2 separate regions of the Anas platyrhynchos genome follow, and region 1 is linked to region 2. A link is a contact called in public Hi-C data. All regions are on one chromosome and are shown on one strand. Each heading gives the region's core, a stretch centred on a gene start, on an enhancer-like site or on the middle of the called end of the contact. The rest is flanking DNA. Distances are from core to core; before and after follow the strand shown.

Region 1 (3,845 bases), core at 33-2,532, 160 kb after region 2:
ACTCCCTACTGCAGTATTACTGGGCTGTGCAGGGCAACGCCCACTTGAAAGTGTTTTCATTTTCTGATTTTTATTCTGCTGCTACTTTTCATCCAGAAAACAGACATCTCAGATGGTAGGCCCTCTCCATGGGGCTTCCTGTGAGAGTGTGCAGGTCTATCTAGGTGGGTTCTCAGGTGGGAAGAGAGGGAGGAATTCTACAGGAAGGTGTTTTTTGAATCCTCTTCTGTAAATGGACTACAATCCTTGGCTGCCTACAAGAGAAGAAGTATCATCTAAGAAAATGGGAAATGGTTCCTCTCAGTTCCTGCACATCTCACGTCTTAAGTGATACTTTTGAGTGGTCAGTACCCTTAGGCTCCATCACTAAATGTCTTCAGTATCACTGCAATGAAACAGTTCATTTTCCTTCATTGAGTCCAAAGACCCAGCTGAAAACTGATGGAAGCCAGAGCATCCTGAACTCACTCTATCCACAACCAAGCCATTGGTCCTTCCTCGGGGATGCCTTTCTTCCCAGGACCTTCAACCCCACCGAGTTAGGTTGCTGTGGGCAGAGTGCCTAGGCTGGCTGGACCTCCTCCATTTCTGCACAGAGCCTCTGTTCCTTCCTTCTCTAAAGTTCAGATCCTTTTGAAATGTGAATATAAGTTTTGTTTTTCCGAGTCTGTCCTAGCTCTTAGGGCTTGAGAATAAATTATGACCCAAAACGGAATAGGTTTTATATATATGCAGAACTGTGTATTTATGTCTGATAGAAACAAAGATGTGTGAATATGCTGATGTGCTCAGAAATATATTTATTTACTAATATATTTATCCACGTATCATGTCTGCTCGTGTGTTTTTGTTCTGCACCAAGCCGGGTTTGTGTTGGAAACAAGCGCCTCTTCGCCACGCCACGCAAGTGAGTTGTTTCAGACAACCCGTGGCTGCCGCCGCAGCCGGCCAGGTGAAGCCTCGCTGCCCAGCGAGCGCGGGGAGCTGCAAACACCGCCGAGGTCAGGACACGGGGCGAGGCCTCGTCCCCCGGGGCTGCAGCAGGCGCAGTGGGCCTCCGGCTCCGTCCGGCCCCGGCCTCACCTCGAAGCTCCCGCGACCTTCGGCCCGGCCTCGGCTCCCCGACAGCCCGGCCCCGCCGCTGGGCTGCGGGCGGCTCCCGCCGGGCCCGAGGCCGCGGCCCCTCAGCGGCTCCCGGTCTCGCCTCTGCCCGCCCTCCCCGCTCCTCTCGGTCCCGGCGTGCGGCGCTGTCCGCCGCCTCTCCCCGTCCCTGGCGGCGCTCTGCCGCCCTCCTGCGGGGCCGCGGCTGGGCGCAGCCGCCACGGGCAGGCCCGGCCCGGCCCCGTCCTGCGCTTGCGCGGCGGCGGCGGCGGCGGGATGGCGCTGGAGACCGTCCCCAAGGACCTGCGGCACCTCCGGGCCTGCCTCCTCTGCTCCCTCGTCAAGGTGCGCCCGGCCCGAGCCCCCCGCCCCGGCCCCGACCGCGCCTCCCCCCGCCCCGCCTCGGCCTCCCTGTCCCGGCCCGGGCCCCTCTCCGCCGGCCGAGGCCCGGCCCGCCCGCTCGGCCCTCCTTCCGCCTGCCCGGGCCTCCTTCGCGCTCCGCCGGGCCCGGGGCTCCGTCTCGGCCCCGGCACTGGCTCCCCTCGCTCCCGCCGGCGCTGCCCGGCTCTCCCCTCCCTCCCCGGCCGGCTGCAGCCCCTCCTTTCCCCGGTCTGTCCCTGAGCTGACGCTTCAGTCCCCCTCAGACCATCGACCAGTTCGAGTACGACGGCTGCGACAACTGCGATGCCTACCTGCAGATGAAGGGCAACCGCGAGATGGTCTACGACTGCACCAGCTCCTCTTTCGATGGGTGAGTGGGGCAGTGACCAGGGGCTGCTCGGCAGCCCCGGTGCCATGGCACTTTGGCTGGGAGATTCCCTCACACCCCTGTCTCCCACAGGATCATTGCGATGATGAGCCCGGAGGACAGCTGGGTCTCCAAGTGGCAGCGCATCAGTGAGTGTCTCTCCCTCCTGGGTTGGACAGGAGCAAACTGTTCTGCAGCAGACCCCTCTCTGGGGCAGTGGGAGCTGTTCTTTGGGCTGCTGCAGGGGTTTCTGGCTGCTATTCCAGACGAGGGGGCATCTGTGCAGGCTGAGGCTGGTGGGGGCTTTTGCTCATCTGGCTGTTGCCATGCAGAGCATCTCAGTGTTTTCTTTCCCCCAGGTAACTTCAAGCCGGGTGTATATGCAGTGTCTGTGACTGGCCGCCTTCCCCAAGGTAATGCTGCCGGCTTGTGTAAGGCACTGATGGCTTATTCTGTGTACTAAGCATTGTATATTAGCCAGTTACACTCTTGAGTGTATTATGCCATATGTGATAAAATCAGCATTTAGGGATTCAGTAAATATGGTGTGTTACAAACACAGCACACACCATGTGGAAGAAAGGATTAGCCAGGTGACTGCAAAAAGACTTTAAATGGGAGGCTGGGTTCAGGTGTTCTGTAGACAGGTTTTCTACCTGGAGTCATTCAGCAGTCTGTCTGCCAGAAGTTGATATTAAAATGCTGTTGAATAAAACCTGTGATACTGGACAGCATCAAAGTGATAAACTGTGATTAAAGGGTGACTACAGAAAGTGGGCACATTTCAAGCTGTTCAGCTACAGGGGAACACAAAGGTTTGTCCATGAAAATGAGTTGTGCAGAAAAGGGTGCTGTTTGGAAAATGATCTTGAGACGGATACCCCTTCCATTGAAATACTGCACTGTTAAGCTATGATGGGTTTTATTCATTTATAAACGGAGTATGCAGCGAGTTGGCCTTACCTTCATAAAGCAGAGATTATACTTTCCATTTGGACAAGAGGCCCTGTCCTGTCCACAGTCCTTGATCAGACATCTAACCTGAGCCCCTTCCTAGGAGTACTACAATCTCACATCTCTGGTATAAAAGCCACGCTTTTGTCTGGAATCCTAAGCCCTGACCTGAGTTCCGCTGTCTGTGTTGGGAGAGATGGAACATCATGGGGTTTGAGGCCTCCTGGCACAGCTTTGGACACATCTGAAACAAGTGGAACATAGCAAGTGATGGCATGTGCTCCATGCAGCTGCAGGCAGAGCACAACATGGAGCACAGGGCAGAAGGAGAGGGTACGTGTAGGAGATGCTCTTTGGCCTTGGTTAGAGTGTATGGCATCTTCATATCACAGGCAGAGGTGAGAGAGAACTGGGGAATGCAGGAACCACTGAGAGACTGCACTCAAGGGCCTTGAAGGCTGTCATTTGTCTGTCCCTGGTGTGTGGTGCTGATGAGAGCTATCCTGAACCACATGATGCTATTCTGCTGTGATTTCTTACAGGGTTACTGAGAAGGTGGAACATGTAGTCAAGTCACGGAAATGACTGAGAGGTTTAAGAATTACATTAAGAGTTTGGCCCATGCAGTATGGTCATAATATTCAGACATCTGCAGGTAGAAAATAATGTAAACAAAATGTCTACCCAGTTCTTTCCCAAAGCAAAATGAGAGTTGATGTCTGGGAGCTCTGTCTAGGCATTTAAATCAGAAGAGGGAACTTCACTATTAACAGTGTAGTTTACAAAGTGTTAGAAGCAACTGAGAAGAAGATTGTTCAGTTCTTAATCTCTGCAGTGAAGGCTACATGATACAGCAATCAGATTTTTTTAGGGCTTCTCCTAGAGAATACTGAAATGTGTTTGTCTCCTTGCTGCAGGGATCGTCCGAGAGCTGAAGAGCCGTGGTGTGGCTTACAAGTCCCGAGACACAGCTATAAAAACCTAAGGGGCTCTTGTGCTGTGTGGAAGATTCCTGGTGCTCCACTGGGCTGTTTGGAGGAGC
Region 2 (4,059 bases), core at 1,437-3,936:
CCTGCGCCAGCGCCATCTCTGCAAACAAAGGGGAGGGTGTGGGACGCTGCGACCGAGCCAGTGGCGAGGAGCGTCCGGCGGTGAAACCCCACCCCGGGCGGGCGCTGAGCGAGCGCAGCCCGGCCCCGGCCCCGCCAGCCCTTATAAGCACAGGTGCACCCAGGTGTAAGCCGATCCCCAAGGCTGCAGCGGTGAGCGGAGCCCGGGGTGGTTTCGGTCAGTGGGTTCCTTTCCGCCATCGCCTGGGGCGCGCTGAGCCGGACACCATGTCTATGGGGCTGGAGATCGGTGGGGTGACCCTGTCGGTGCTGGGCTGGCTGTGCAGCATCATCTGCTGCGCGCTGCCCATGTGGCGGGTGTCGGCCTTCATTGGCAACAACATCGTGACGGCGCAGATCATCTGGGAAGGGCTGTGGATGAACTGCGTGGTGCAGAGCACGGGCCAGATGCAGTGCAAGGTGTACGACTCCATGTTGGCGCTGCCGCAGGACCTGCAGGCTGCCCGCGCCCTCCTGGTGGTGGCCATCGTGCTGGCCGTGCTGGGCCTGATGGTGGCCATCGTGGGCGCCCAGTGCACCCGCTGCGTGGAGGACGAGACCACCAAGGCCAAGATCACCATCGTCTCCGGCGTCATCTTCCTGCTCTCCGGCATCATGACCCTCATCCCCGTCTCCTGGTCGGCCAACACCATCATCCGGGATTTCTACAACCCGCTGGTGCTTGAATCGCAGAAGAGGGAGCTGGGCACGTCCCTCTACGTGGGCTGGGCAGCCGCCGCGCTCCTGCTCTTCGGGGGGTCCCTGCTCTGCTGCTCCTGCCCCCCCAAAGATGAGAGGTACGCGCCCAGCAAGGTGGCCTACTCCGCCCCACGCTCCGCCGTCACCAGCTACGACAAGAGGAACTATGTGTGAGCCCCCACTTCCCCGCCCCGGCCCCCCGAGGGGCTCGGCCACCCGCACCCCCACCTCCAGCCCCGTCCGGCGGGATCGGTGCCACCAGGGACCCTCCGCCCCGCGGGCCGGGGAGAGACCCCGTCCCCGAGGGCACCCCGACCCCGGCGAGAGTGGGCAGAGGTGGGGGGCGATGGGGGGGGGGCAACGGGAGAGGTCCTGGGGTCAGGGCTGGGCCGCGGGAGCGGGAGCCGGGCGGGCGGCTGTGTAAATACAGACGGTTTCGTGTAAACAGAGCCAGTTTCGGGTTGCCAGGAGAGCTCTTCGCATGAGCGCCAGGAGGAAGCGGCAGTGCCCCTGTGCCCTGCCCCGCCAGCCCCCGGCCCCCTGGCCCCCCCGCCGGCCAGGCGCCTTCTCTCCCTGTTACGCGTGGTCTGTACGAGTTACATTTGTCAATAAACGTGTCCTGTTTTGGTAGCTGCGTGTCCTTGGGGAAGCTCTCCTCAGCTGGATGGAGGGGGGGACATGTGGGGTGGGAGCCATCTGCGGGACAACAGCTTCAGCCCCACGGGCTGAAAGTGTGGAGCTAATTAGCACAATTAAGGAAGAAAATGCCAGCCCCGGAGCCGGGATGGATAGGAACCCACCGCAGCCAGGACCATCTCTTTGTCCTCTCAAACAGGGGCGTGAGCACAGAGCTGTCCCCATGCCAGGAGCCACCCCACCGGGAATGGAGCCCACCGGGGTCACCGGGGACGCCCCCCCTGGCCCCGCAGGAGCAGCAGCGTCCACACAGCACCAGATCTGGGGACATGCAACTCCCAAGTCCCATCCTGTGCCCCAGCCCCTCCTTGCTTTCTCTCCCCCTCTGGCTCCCTCCCAACCCATGGGACTGCCCTTCTGGGGTCTGGTGGTCCCGGGGAGGGCTGCTCTCCCCCACACACACACTTTTGAGGGTACTGCTGGCAGCGGGTGGGTCTGCAGACACCCAAGCAGCCGTTCACATCCTGCTGCTGACACTCCCTGCCCGCTCAGTACAAAGTCTGGCTCTCCGGAGGGGAAGACGGGCTCTTTCCCCCCCAGCAAAGGCTGGGGTGAGGCCGCATTGCACAACCGCCCGTACCGCCTGTTCCCAGCCGGCGGCATGGCACGGCTCGGCTCGGCTCGGCCCCACAGGGCCCCCGCCTTCCCGCCACGCTCCAGCGAGCAGGGACAAAGCCGCAGGTGCATCGCCCCGTCCCGCGCGGGGCCGCCGGCTGCTGCCTCCTCTCGGCCCTTCCCCGGCCCACCGGGGACGTCCTGCAGCCGCCGCTTGGAAAAGCGCTGCCCAGAGGCAGGGCAGAGCAGGCGGTTTCGCCACTCCCGGTCCGACACCCCCGTGGGCAGGCCGAGCCCGCGGCGACCTGCACGGCTCCGGTTCCCCGGCCCCACCTGGCCCCCGATAAGGATCGGCCGCGCTGCGGAGCGGAGCAGCCCGGCTGGGGCCGGCCTGGGGCTCCCGGGGACAGCGGGGCGCTGGCACGCGGGGCCTGCGGGCAGGCGGTGACCTTGCTGCCTGCAGGCGGAGGCCGGCAGCGAGCACAAGGAGGCCTTTGAGGGACGCGGCCCCCCCCCCGGTTCCACCCCCGGTGTCAGCTCTCCCCTCGCTGGCTCTGCGACAAAGGCAGCGCTGCGGGGCCGGGATGCCTGGTGCGGGGAGGCGCTGCCGCCGATCACTCGAGTGTGGCTGCGGGGCACCGACGTGCACCCACGTGCTGCGTCCTGCCACAGCACAGCACGGCACAGCACAGCACGCGGCCCCTCGGGGCGCCATGGGGAGCAGGGCACGGCAGCACCACGCAGGCCTGGGGGAGTCCCCAGGATGGCAGAGGTCTGGGGGGAGCACCGCACATCCTCGGTCACAGGTCCCAGGCGGGGCTGGAGCCCCACGGGGACAGGGACAGGGACGGGGATGGGGACAGCTGCCTGCACGGGGCCGGGCGTCGGACGGGCAGTGTGCAGGGACACGCGGTGTGACGTGGTGACAACGGGGGGACACGGTGGCACACCATGGTGCACGGTGACACACACGGTGACACCCGGTGACACACACCCGGTGACACCGCTGGCACACGCGGCCCCGTTCTCCGAGGCCCGCTCCGGGCGCTGAGTCACGGCGCCGCCGCCCCCTCCGGCCGCCAGGGGGCGCGCGCGGGCAGCGGCGGGAGGCGGGGCCGCCGGTTGCGCGTCACGTCCTGCGCGCCGCCCGCCGCCGCCGCCGCCGCCGCCATGCTGCGCCGGCTGCCCCGCCGCCCCCACCCGCCGCCGCCCGCCGCCCGCTCCGCCGTGACGTAAGGGCCCGGCCGCGCGCGGGGCCAGGGAGGGAGGGAGGGAGGGGGCGGGGCCGTGCCAGGAGGGGCGGGGCTGCACCCCCCGCTTGTCCCCGCCCCCTCGCCGTGTGACCCCGCCCCCTGCCCGGGCCTGGCCCCGCCCCTTCTCGGCCCCGCCCCTCCAGGCCCCGCCCCCTCTGCCCCGCCCTGACGCCCCCCCCCCGCAGGGCCGTGCCCCTGTCCCACGCGGCGCTGGGTCCCGCGGGGCCGCGGCCGCCCCTGGTGCTGCTGCACGGGCTGTTCGGCAGCCGCGGCAACCTGCAGACAGCGGCCAACGCACTGGCACGACGCAGCGGCAGCCAGGTGAGGCCGGGACCCGGGACGGGGGGGACGGGGAGGCCGCGGCGGTGCCCCGGGGCTCGGGGCTGTGGCCGCCTGCACTGGTGCCAGGGGTGACGGGGCGCTGCCCGGCAGGTGCTGACGCTGGATGCCCGCAACCATGGCAGCAGCCCCCACAGCCCGGTGATGACGTACGAAGCCATGAGCCTGGACGTGCAGCAGCTCCTGGCCCGCCTGGGCATCGCCAAGTGCATCGTGCTGGGACACAGCATGGGCGGCAAGACGGCCATGGCGCTGGCCTTGCAGCGGGTCGGCGGGCGCCTGAGGCCGGTGGCGGGAGCGGGCCGGGTGGCGGGACGCTGTGGGAAGGGGGTGGCGACCGCGAGGTGGGGGGTGACACCTGAAGGAGCTCGGGGATGGGCACGCGGAGCTCTGCGCTGGGGCAGGAGGAGGCTGCAAGCCTTCGAGGAGCCTTGCCGGGAGCCCTGCGCCTGGCCCTGCCACGCAGAGTGTGGCTGGGA

The links. A called contact is a pair of places that touch in the nucleus more often than the background predicts.
Region 1: a contact with region 2 is called in a Hi-C map of subcutaneous adipose tissue, with 1.7 times the contacts expected there. The contact joins the promoter of SUPT4H1 here to the promoter of ABHD11 in region 2. A contact is called at or near these places in 2 of 8 Hi-C or Micro-C datasets (liver and subcutaneous adipose tissue).

Annotation. Positions count from the first base shown.
Region 1 is chr20:11,118,741-11,122,585 of IASCAAS_PekinDuck_T2T, forward strand. It overlaps SUPT4H1 (SPT4 homolog, DSIF elongation factor subunit), which reads left to right and starts at 1,283. Exons shown (of 5, transcript XM_027445937.3): 1 at 1,283-1,446; 2 at 1,746-1,852; 3 at 1,943-1,998; 4 at 2,209-2,262; 5 at 3,721-3,845. The coding sequence starts at 1,378. The coding sequence ends at 3,788. RNF43 (ring finger protein 43) reads left to right here. Exons shown (of 9, transcript XM_005015864.6): 9 at 1-827.
Region 2 is chr20:10,952,746-10,956,804 of IASCAAS_PekinDuck_T2T, forward strand. It overlaps ABHD11 (abhydrolase domain containing 11), which reads left to right and starts at 2,687. Exons shown (of 7, transcript XM_072026148.1): 1 at 2,687-2,760; 2 at 3,427-3,562; 3 at 3,674-3,847. The coding sequence starts at 2,702. LOC101790278 (claudin-3) reads left to right here and starts at 159. Exons shown (of 1, transcript XM_005015884.5): 1 at 159-1,367. The coding sequence starts at 267. The coding sequence ends at 911.